Linked DNA regions of Hordeum vulgare: region 2 is linked to region 1. The links are chromatin contacts, called in public Hi-C maps. All regions are on one chromosome and are shown on one strand. Each heading gives the region's core, a stretch centred on a gene start, on an enhancer-like site or on the middle of the called end of the contact. The rest is flanking DNA. Distances are from core to core; before and after follow the strand shown.

Evidence for each region. A called contact is a pair of places that touch in the nucleus more often than the background predicts.
Region 2: a contact with region 1 is called in a Hi-C map of seedling, with 4 times the contacts expected there. The contact joins the promoter of LOC123401982 here to the promoter of LOC123406225 in region 1. A contact is called at or near these places in 1 of 6 Hi-C or Micro-C datasets (seedling) and 1 of 1 datasets of contacts at active chromatin or transcription factors (embryo).

The regions. Positions count from the first base shown.
Region 1 is chr6H:461,693,904-461,698,324 of MorexV3_pseudomolecules_assembly, reverse strand. It overlaps LOC123406225 (dual specificity protein kinase YAK1 homolog), which reads left to right and starts at 2,523. Exons shown (of 18, transcript XM_045099712.1): 1 at 2,523-3,221; 2 at 4,007-4,206. The coding sequence starts at 3,045.
Region 2 is chr6H:462,131,640-462,136,060 of MorexV3_pseudomolecules_assembly, reverse strand. LOC123401982 (protein MODIFYING WALL LIGNIN-1) reads right to left here and starts at 2,120. Exons shown (of 3, transcript XM_045095846.1): 1 at 1,490-2,120; 2 at 1,195-1,406; 3 at 425-1,060. The coding sequence starts at 1,603. The coding sequence ends at 751.

The DNA.
Region 1 (4,421 bases), core at 1,274-3,773:
GACACGGTGGGGTTATGTCTAATGTAAGTAGGTGTTCTGGATCATTCGTTTGATCATCAGTAGTTCACGTCCGCTATGCGTAGATCATCCCCCTCTTTATTCTTGTACTCGTAAGTTAGCCACCTCAAACAAATGCTTATTCGCTTGCTGCAGCCTCACCACTTAACCTTGCCCCACATATTAAGCTTTGCTAGTCTTGATACCTTTGGAAATGACATTGCTGAGTCCCGTGTGGCTCACAGATTACTACACCATTAGTTGCAGGTACAGGTAAAGGTTACTTGACGCGAGCGCGTTGATTTTTCATTTGGAGTTGCTTCTTCTTCTTCTTCTTCTTCATCGATCTAGGATGGGTTCTAGGCCGGCAGCCTGGGATAGCAAGGATGGACGTCGTTCTTCTTTTCTCGTTTGTTTTCATCCGTAGTCGGACCCTGCTCTTCTTCATGATGTTTATGTATTGTACTGATGTGATTCTGATGTAGCTTGTGGCGAGTGTAAGCCAATTCCATATATCTCATCTTTTCAGTACATGTATTTGTAACGATATCCATTCTTGTGAAATGACGAGATGCGCTTCTATCCCTGACGAGGCCCTCGTGCCAAATTGCGGATAGGGTCGCATCTTGGGCGTTACAGGCACACATAGTAAACGGTGCGCCACAAAATAGTGTGTGCGGTGTTAGTGTGCTCTCACACGAGTTATAAGGATGGGCCGTATGAGAAGTATGCCATATCTCAAACGGTTGACCGGTAACTCTCGTTTGCGATAGATGCGGACATCCCATACGCTTAGGTTTGCCAAACATTTGCGTTCATTAGTTATAATCGCCGACGGGTTTTCCGTGTCGTGTGAGATGGACCCCCTTATCACCCACACACGCTAGGCATCGGTTTAAAACCATGTCGTGAAAAGAGATTAAAAATCGTTTATATAGCACGTTGTTGCACCAGTGAATGTGTTGTCGCACCATTCCTTTTGTCTCGCAATATATATTACCGATTCAAGAAGAGTACTTGTCATCCTTGTTGTGTAGCTCGACCTAGCGGCGATCCTAGAAGCACACAAAGAATGGAGCTAAGTTGGGCCTAGGGGTGTTGAACTGTCCATAGTTCTCTAGTATGGCCCAAATAATGCATATGTGTGAGCGTCTTTGAGTGATTACACCAGGGCCACCGACCTCCTATGATTGGGCCTAGACCCTCCCTAGCACGATCTTAGGGATGCAACCATATCTTTGTATGCTTTCGGTCAAGCCGTTGATCCTTATATCTCTTGCATCTTCACGTTGTTGACCTTTTCTTTATCATGAACGATGTTGCAAAGTTCAACTCTAGATCAGATGTGATGACGTAGATACATATCATGAAGCATAGTCATCGATGTACATGGGATTTTTGATAATATCACTCGATATCATATATCTTGCAACGTTTTAGTATAACCTGGCAATCTTCTAATTTCGGACGCCAACTCGTCACTTACCTGTTTATGATGCAGGTGGCAAGGGGAACTCAACTATAGGCGTCACCGTGGATGACGTGAGTGTGATTCAAATCTTAGTCACTAATGAAGGTGGTCACTTTCCATCTATCTATTCATCATGAAGACTCCAACATTACATGTACTGCAACATATCCTTTTTTGTCTATCCATCTATCTGGAAGAATTGACCATTAAACTTTCAGTAACACTTTCGGAAATTACTTCTCCTCTAACCATCTATCTTGAAGATACAACCATTACATATGTTGTAATAGGCGTGGAAATTCCTTCTCATCTATCCAACTATCTTAAAGAATCGGTCATTACACATCTTGTAACGCATCCGAAAATCCCTTCTCATCTATCCATGTATCTTGAAAATCGACCATTATACATCTTGTAACACATCCCAAAATTACTTCTTACTTATCCATCTATCTTAATGACTCAATCATTACACATCTTGTAACCCATCCGGTAATTAATTCTCGTCTATCCATCAATCTCGAAGATTCAGCCATTACAGGTCTTGTAAGCATCCGGAAATCCCTCTTCGCTTATCCATCCATCTTGAAAAAACGTATCCGGAAATTACTTCTCGTCTATCCATTTATCGTGATGGCTCGATCATTACACATCTTTAGAAAATGCGCCGGTCCAACATACGCGTTTCCCGATCTTTCGCCATTCATTGCTCGCCAGTTACTTGTGTGCGTGAGCGGCAGCCCACAGACACCGAGTCATACGAGATATATACAAATATCTTTTTGTGCACCCCTTTCGGCGGAAAATAAATAGAACATATATTATTTCCCGGCCGTTTAGAGCCGCACGATGGGCAGATCGGACGGCCACGATCGCACCAGCATGGCGAAGTTGCGCCGCCTAGCACGCGATGACAGCGGTGCTTAGAGCGGCGACGTTGATAATTGCAGGCAGGCCGTTGCCCCTGGGGACGCGTTACAACTCCACTTCTTAACCGCAGTAATTAAAATCCAGTCGCGTATAAATATTAGCTGGAAAGAAGGCGAGCGGAAAAAAAACCCACAGAGGGGGAGGAGGTGACGGAGACGAGGAAGGAAAGGAAGAAAAGAGACGAAAGAGGGAGGAGGAGGGGATTGGGACTCGCCGCCACGCTCCAAATTCCCCACTGCTCCACCGCCTCCACTTCCCCGCCGCCGCCGCCACGAGTGCGGCGGGTACGAGCATCCCGTCGCCCCCTTCCCAAAACCCTACCCGCCCAATTCGGTCCGGCTCCGAGCTGTTGGCCCCGCCAGGGGGAGTCCCAAGCGGTGAGAGGAGGCGGCGGAGGGCCGGGGAGATCGGATCGGCGGGGGCGCGGGCCGGAGTAGCATTGGGCGATGGCCGCTTCATAGGATGCAGCTTTACTCCGCCGGCGGCCGCTTAGTCTGCTGCTGCTGCCGCTTCTGCTTCGGAGTGCGTTGCCGTGATCCCAACAGGAGCCTGGGCTGGTGCGGATTGGGCTGACTTCTTTCTGTTGCTGTTGTTGTTGGGCACTTGATCTCCGCGGGCGCTGTTGGGAGGTGGTTGCTTGAGGCGAATGGAGGGGACTGGGAGGGAGAGGAAGGCGGCGGGGCCGCCGTGGGCGCCGTCCAAGTTCACGGTGTTCCGGTCCTACGCTGCTGCGGTGGTGGGCGACCGGGCGGAGGCGCCGTACGCCCGGGGCAATGGGGTTGCCGCCCGTTCAAGCAATCTACGCGCCGTCAGGAAGAGGCCTGTACGTTTCCTACACCTTCCCCTCCCACGGGGCTAACAAAAGATGCTTGCTTGCTTGCTGTCCCTTTTGGAGCTATTCTCGTGCTCACCGTGCTGAATTTGAATTGTCAATTGGATTTAGCGATTCACAGTGGTCGTCGTAGCTGGAAATTAATTAGGATGAAACGCTGGTACGAAACCGTTACAGCTTAAGAAATCAATACATCTTAAACTTCGGTGACTTGAACTACTCGAATCAGAACCGTTCCTGCTGCTTGGACGCACGGTTCAGGCAACTATAGTTTGACCAGCTGGAGCAGTGTGGTCCGCTCAAATTGTATTTTGATTAATCAGAGGCAAACTTCATTTCTGACTGTTATTAGCATTACCAGTCATTAATCACACCTATTTTGTCTGCAAAGATCATTCACAGTGTTTAATTTCATATACAATACATGCTTCGTGTTGCTTGACTTGCTATTCCAATCCATCATTACTGTAAAAGAGATTCCAAGTATAAATGATTCGGAGATATTACGCAAGCGCACAACTAAAAGTGTGTCAGGATCCTAGTTGATATCTTAAAAAAAAAAATGGATCATTGGACAATGCAAACCTGCCTATACCATCCAACGAATAGTGCAATGCTATAAGAACATCCTTTAACACTGTTGCCGCTCTCAATTAGTGTGTTATAGGATGAAAAGATGGCGGTGCATTTATAATTCAGTTTGTTACCATTGTTCATATGCACCACATGCCCATACACCTCTGATATACCACTCTGAATCAACTGTTTTCCTGCAGATTGTCGCAAGATTGACCAGGGGCATCGTCCAAACTTTTGAAAAATGCAATCCTGAGTTTAATTTCTCAGATTCACTAAATCCCAAGTACTTCCTCACCAATCCTGCAGTTCCTGTTCACAATGATGGGCATGATAATGCAAATTATGATCTCATCTTGTATGTCAATTTGGAATTGGTTAATAAGAAGTCAGACCGGAGGTTAGTTTAGTTATTTTCCAATGTACCAGCTTTCACATTCTTGTTTCTTGTTGGTTACTTGCAGCATTTTTAGCCGCAACAAGTTGATTTTTGTAAGTTAGAAATATCTATGAATACTTGGAGGGCCTCATTATTTATGAGAATTAACAAGAAATCAAAGTATGTGAAGAAGAAATATATGCAAAATTCTCTTGCAATATTTGGTTTTAATGTAG
Region 2 (4,421 bases), core at 871-3,370, 440 kb before region 1:
GTCAACTAGATGCTTACTAGAAAAAGTGTTTTGTCTATGTATCCACACATGTATTTGTGTTTCCAATCAATACAATTATAGCATGGATAATAAACGATTATCATGAATAAAAAATATAGTAATAACTAATTTATTATTAGCTCTAGGATAGATTTCGAACACACCGTCCCTCTTCCCTAGCTCGATCACGCCGGAGCGTCGCTGTGAGGCAGCGTTGTAGAGTAAGGTCGTGGAGCTTGCGCACCCACAGCTCAAAACTTTTTGGATCTTCGAAGCACGGAACCCGACTATCGCATTGAACGCGCTATCAATCAAATTGCAAAAAGAGACGGACAAGCCAATTCAAACAGACAAAGAACGCGTTGGTTTGGGTTTAGAGTTGTTGTTGGTGTTCAAAATGGCAGCAGAACACAAACCCGTGTAATTTCTGCTATTTTCTGTACGATCCTTGAGGATCTTTCCTTGTTACCAGCTCCGTAATGTCATTTACAATTTGCACGGCCATGTCAGTAAATGTGTCAGTAATTCTATGTACTGTGTCTGTGACTCTGTGTCCCTCCCATCCTATCCACCGGTAGTACTCCCGAGATCGCCTTTCTCTGCTTTGCCAGCCTACCAAGATGCCCCACCCGAGAGCAGAAAAGAGAAGAAGAAGATGGCTCCACTCGGCTTGGCCTTTCCGGGACGAACAGCGAAGCGTGCCAACGATCCCTTCACCGGTTGGCCCGCCCCACCCTCGTGTCCGGTCGATCATTGCTTGGATCGCCCGCCCGGCCGTTCCGCGCCCGCGCCTGTTGCCGCGTCGACACGGATGGTAGTTGTGCAGGCGGCGTCTCCTCTGGCGCACGACGTCGTGCTCGAGCCTGCCGCCGCGGATTTGGTGGCGAAGGTGAGGCCGAGGATGAGGAGCGCCGTGACGACGACCAGCGCGGCGGCGCCGCCGAACACGCCGTTCCTGGCGACGTAGCAGTCGCCGTCCATCCACCCCCGGCCGTACCGCTGCCCGCTGTTCATGCTCGCCGCGGTCGCCAGCAGGATCACGGCCAGCGCGAAGCACACCCTGCACGCACGCACGCACGCCACCCTCTCGTCAGCGAATTTGTTCGGCCTCGGCCACACATAATTCTAGCGTGGTGCTTTCGCGCGTATTTATGTCGCCACCATGGTCATGTTATACCGTATAAGTGCGCGTACCATGAGAGGGCCAGGAGTGCGACGGGCGCGACGCGGCCTCCGCCGGCGACTGACTTGTTGGGCTTGGAGCTGGAGGCGCACATGGAGGTCGCCGCCGCGGTGGTGCCGACGAGCTGCGCGACGGAGAGGAAGGCGATGGCCGCGACGCCCAATTCGAAGGCGGAGCTCTTGGGCAAGGAGCAGAGGCTGCCGTCGAGCTTCAAGTCCTTCTCCTGATCGAGCAACCGAATCAGATCCGATCTCGCCAATTGCAACACGACGAGCGCAACAAAGAGAGCAGGAGCAGGAGGCTGACCTTGACTCTGTGGAACTCGGCGGCGAGGGAGCATGAGAAGGCGGTGGCACAGAGCAGGACGACGATGCCGCAGACCGCGGCCCGGCAGGACATCCCTCTGACCCCCTTCTCCATCACCACGGGACGAGCTCGAGCTCGAGCTGAAACCCGAACTGCTACCTCGCTGTCCCTTGCGGGAATTCAGACACAATGATTCGCTACATATATACTGGCGAATTATGCGACCAACGACCAATCAGACACGGTTGGTGGCGGCGGGAGACGATGGAAGCAGAGGCGGAGGTGGGAGACCGGGGGCTAAACAAACCGTTGAAAACCGCATGGATTCGTCCACCCGTATGGACCGCTGCCTACTAGGTAAAGCTTTGTGGCCGCGTGCTGGCTAGGAAGGGGACGACGACGATGACGGAATTGGCAGGAGAGGAGGCTCCGGCCCCATCTTGATGGGCGGACGAACTCACCCGGCGGCGAACGGCTTGGTCAAAGCCGGATAAGGCGGTTGCTTGCTTGCTTGGGGGAGGTGAGAGCTAGGAAAGCCGAAGCCTGCACGGAACGAATCATACACACACACACACGCACGCACCGTAGTAGTGGCTTGTCCTAATCGCCCTACGCCCACAGCCAACTTGCGGTTGTTTACATGCATGCATGCTAACCAGTCGTGTCGTGGTCACGCCACCCAAATGGCCGGGTAAAATACGAGCTGCTTATTATGACCGGTGCTTGTGCGTGCGAAGGATCCAAAAGGCGAAAGGTGGAAATCTAGAGAAAGGCCCCCGGGACAGGAGGACGGGGTCCAGAGGAATCCTCTTCCTTCGGTGTCGTGCCGCGCGACTATCGACTCCGCTGCTCTGCCTTCGCGTTCGCAGCGAGGCAGCCCGCGGCGACGGGGACGCCGAGTGGCGGGCGCAGCAGGGGAAGGATCTTTTCCCGGTGACGCAGGTTGGACGATTATTCTCTTGGGGTCCCGTGCCGACTGACGCGGCCGAGGAGGAAGGTAGCAAGCCACCGCGGTGGTAAATTTGGGGTTTTGATCTTTTTAGCCGGGCCTGACCCGGTTTATAAACATTTCGGTATATAACAATAGGGTATAACTCCCTACAGTAAAGAATCTTGACGATAGAAAACTTGTTCATGTCAGCGCAGTACATTTCTACCATCAAATAAATTAACGATAACATGTGCAACGTTATCGTTCAACTGTCTGACGGTAGGTGCATACATACACTAGGTTTGATACTATTTTTTTTTCATGGTAAGACATGCATTCCTACCGCCATCGACCCCGACGGTAGGTGATGACCCCGACGGTAGGTGATGGGGTCACATACTAAAGATAGGGTCATACTAAAGGTAGGGTCATGGACCTGACATCTAGGGTCCGTCTACGACCCCAAACCGTCATTGAGAGGCCTCCGGACCATAGGCGCATCCGAACATCCACTCTCAGATGTCCACTCGGATACGGTCTATTCACTTAGACATGATTCCTTCATTCGGATGTGGAACCACCAATCGGCCTCGTTCACCGCACTCGGACGTGGAAGGTGAAGAGACGATGTGGGAGATGCAGCGTTCGAGAGACTTAATGTTGAGCTTCAAGTGTAGTTGTAGATACTGCTACCAGTAACAATTGTTTTTATACTCCTTCATTTCTTTTGTAACGGCTCACTGGGAACAGTTCACTCTATATAAGTCTTCCCTTACTCCTTGTCAAGGGTTCAACATCCATTGTAATAACATACTCTAAGAGAAAACACAAGCTTCCAAGCACGAGACGTACGGCTATTACCTCTTTGAGAGGGGTCTGAACAAACTAAAACCGAGTGATACACTTGTGTCGTAGCAAGGCTCCGCCCCTTGTTTGTACCCCTAGTACTCATTATCAGGTTCATTGCCTCGACGATTGGCGCCCATCGTGGGGTTGCACGTCTAGCAAATATCCGATGCATGTGGAATTTTCGTCATCACCTTGATCCTTGGCGGTGAGATCCGATTTGGAGCTCTTAGCTTCATCGCCAATAATTCAGCATGGCTTCACGAAGTTGCGCTCGACGTGGAGTCGCCGCGTGTGTGCGACACGGCGCATTTCCGTGCATCGTCCTACGAAGTCCTTCTTCATCAGCCCTCGGTTCCGTATCGGTTGGCTCCCCTCCTACCCGCTGGCCATCGTTGCAAGTGTTGTGGGCGCTTGCAGCCCCAGCGCTAGGTCAAGCATGCGATGGCCCTCCAGGTCGCGGCTCGGCAGGTGTTTACCCTCGAGCCCGATGAGTCTGCCCTCGATCTCTTCGTTTGCCTTTACGAGGACTCCACGGATGGGTCCGAGTGTGAGAGCATTTTTTTTAAAGATCCGGCGATGGCCGGCTTGAATTAAAATAGCAGGAAGCACATGGAGAAGAAATACATCAAAGGGTGGGGGTGATCAATGGATCAAGGATGTAAGAGGAAGAACAACAAAAAAAGTGGGATGGGGTAGCTAGGAATCTCTCATGGTGGTTCCCCAAAGGGGTGCTCCAATTGGACTGCGCCTGCGTCGCGCCACAGCCTAAGTGTTCTGTTGATTTCCTCCTTTATGTCTTGGGCTTGCCCCTTCTTGTTTCTGAAGGTGCATTCGTTTCTCTCCTTCCAAATCTCAGCAAGAATTAGGATGACCATTGTTTTGATCGCCTTGCTGTCCTCTGCCGGTGCATTGCTTATCATTTTGGATATGATAGCTGCTGACTTATTGTTGCAAGACCATTTTCTTGGGCGGAGAGAGCTGCAACCGACATACGATGCTGCCTGCGACCACACTGATATTGCTATCGGGCATTGCCAGAACAAGTGCACTGATGACTCAAGGTTTCTCAGGCACATATGGCAAAAATAGTTGTTTGTCCATCCTCTTCTTTGTAGACGATCATTACACCATAACCTATCCTTGAGGAGCAGC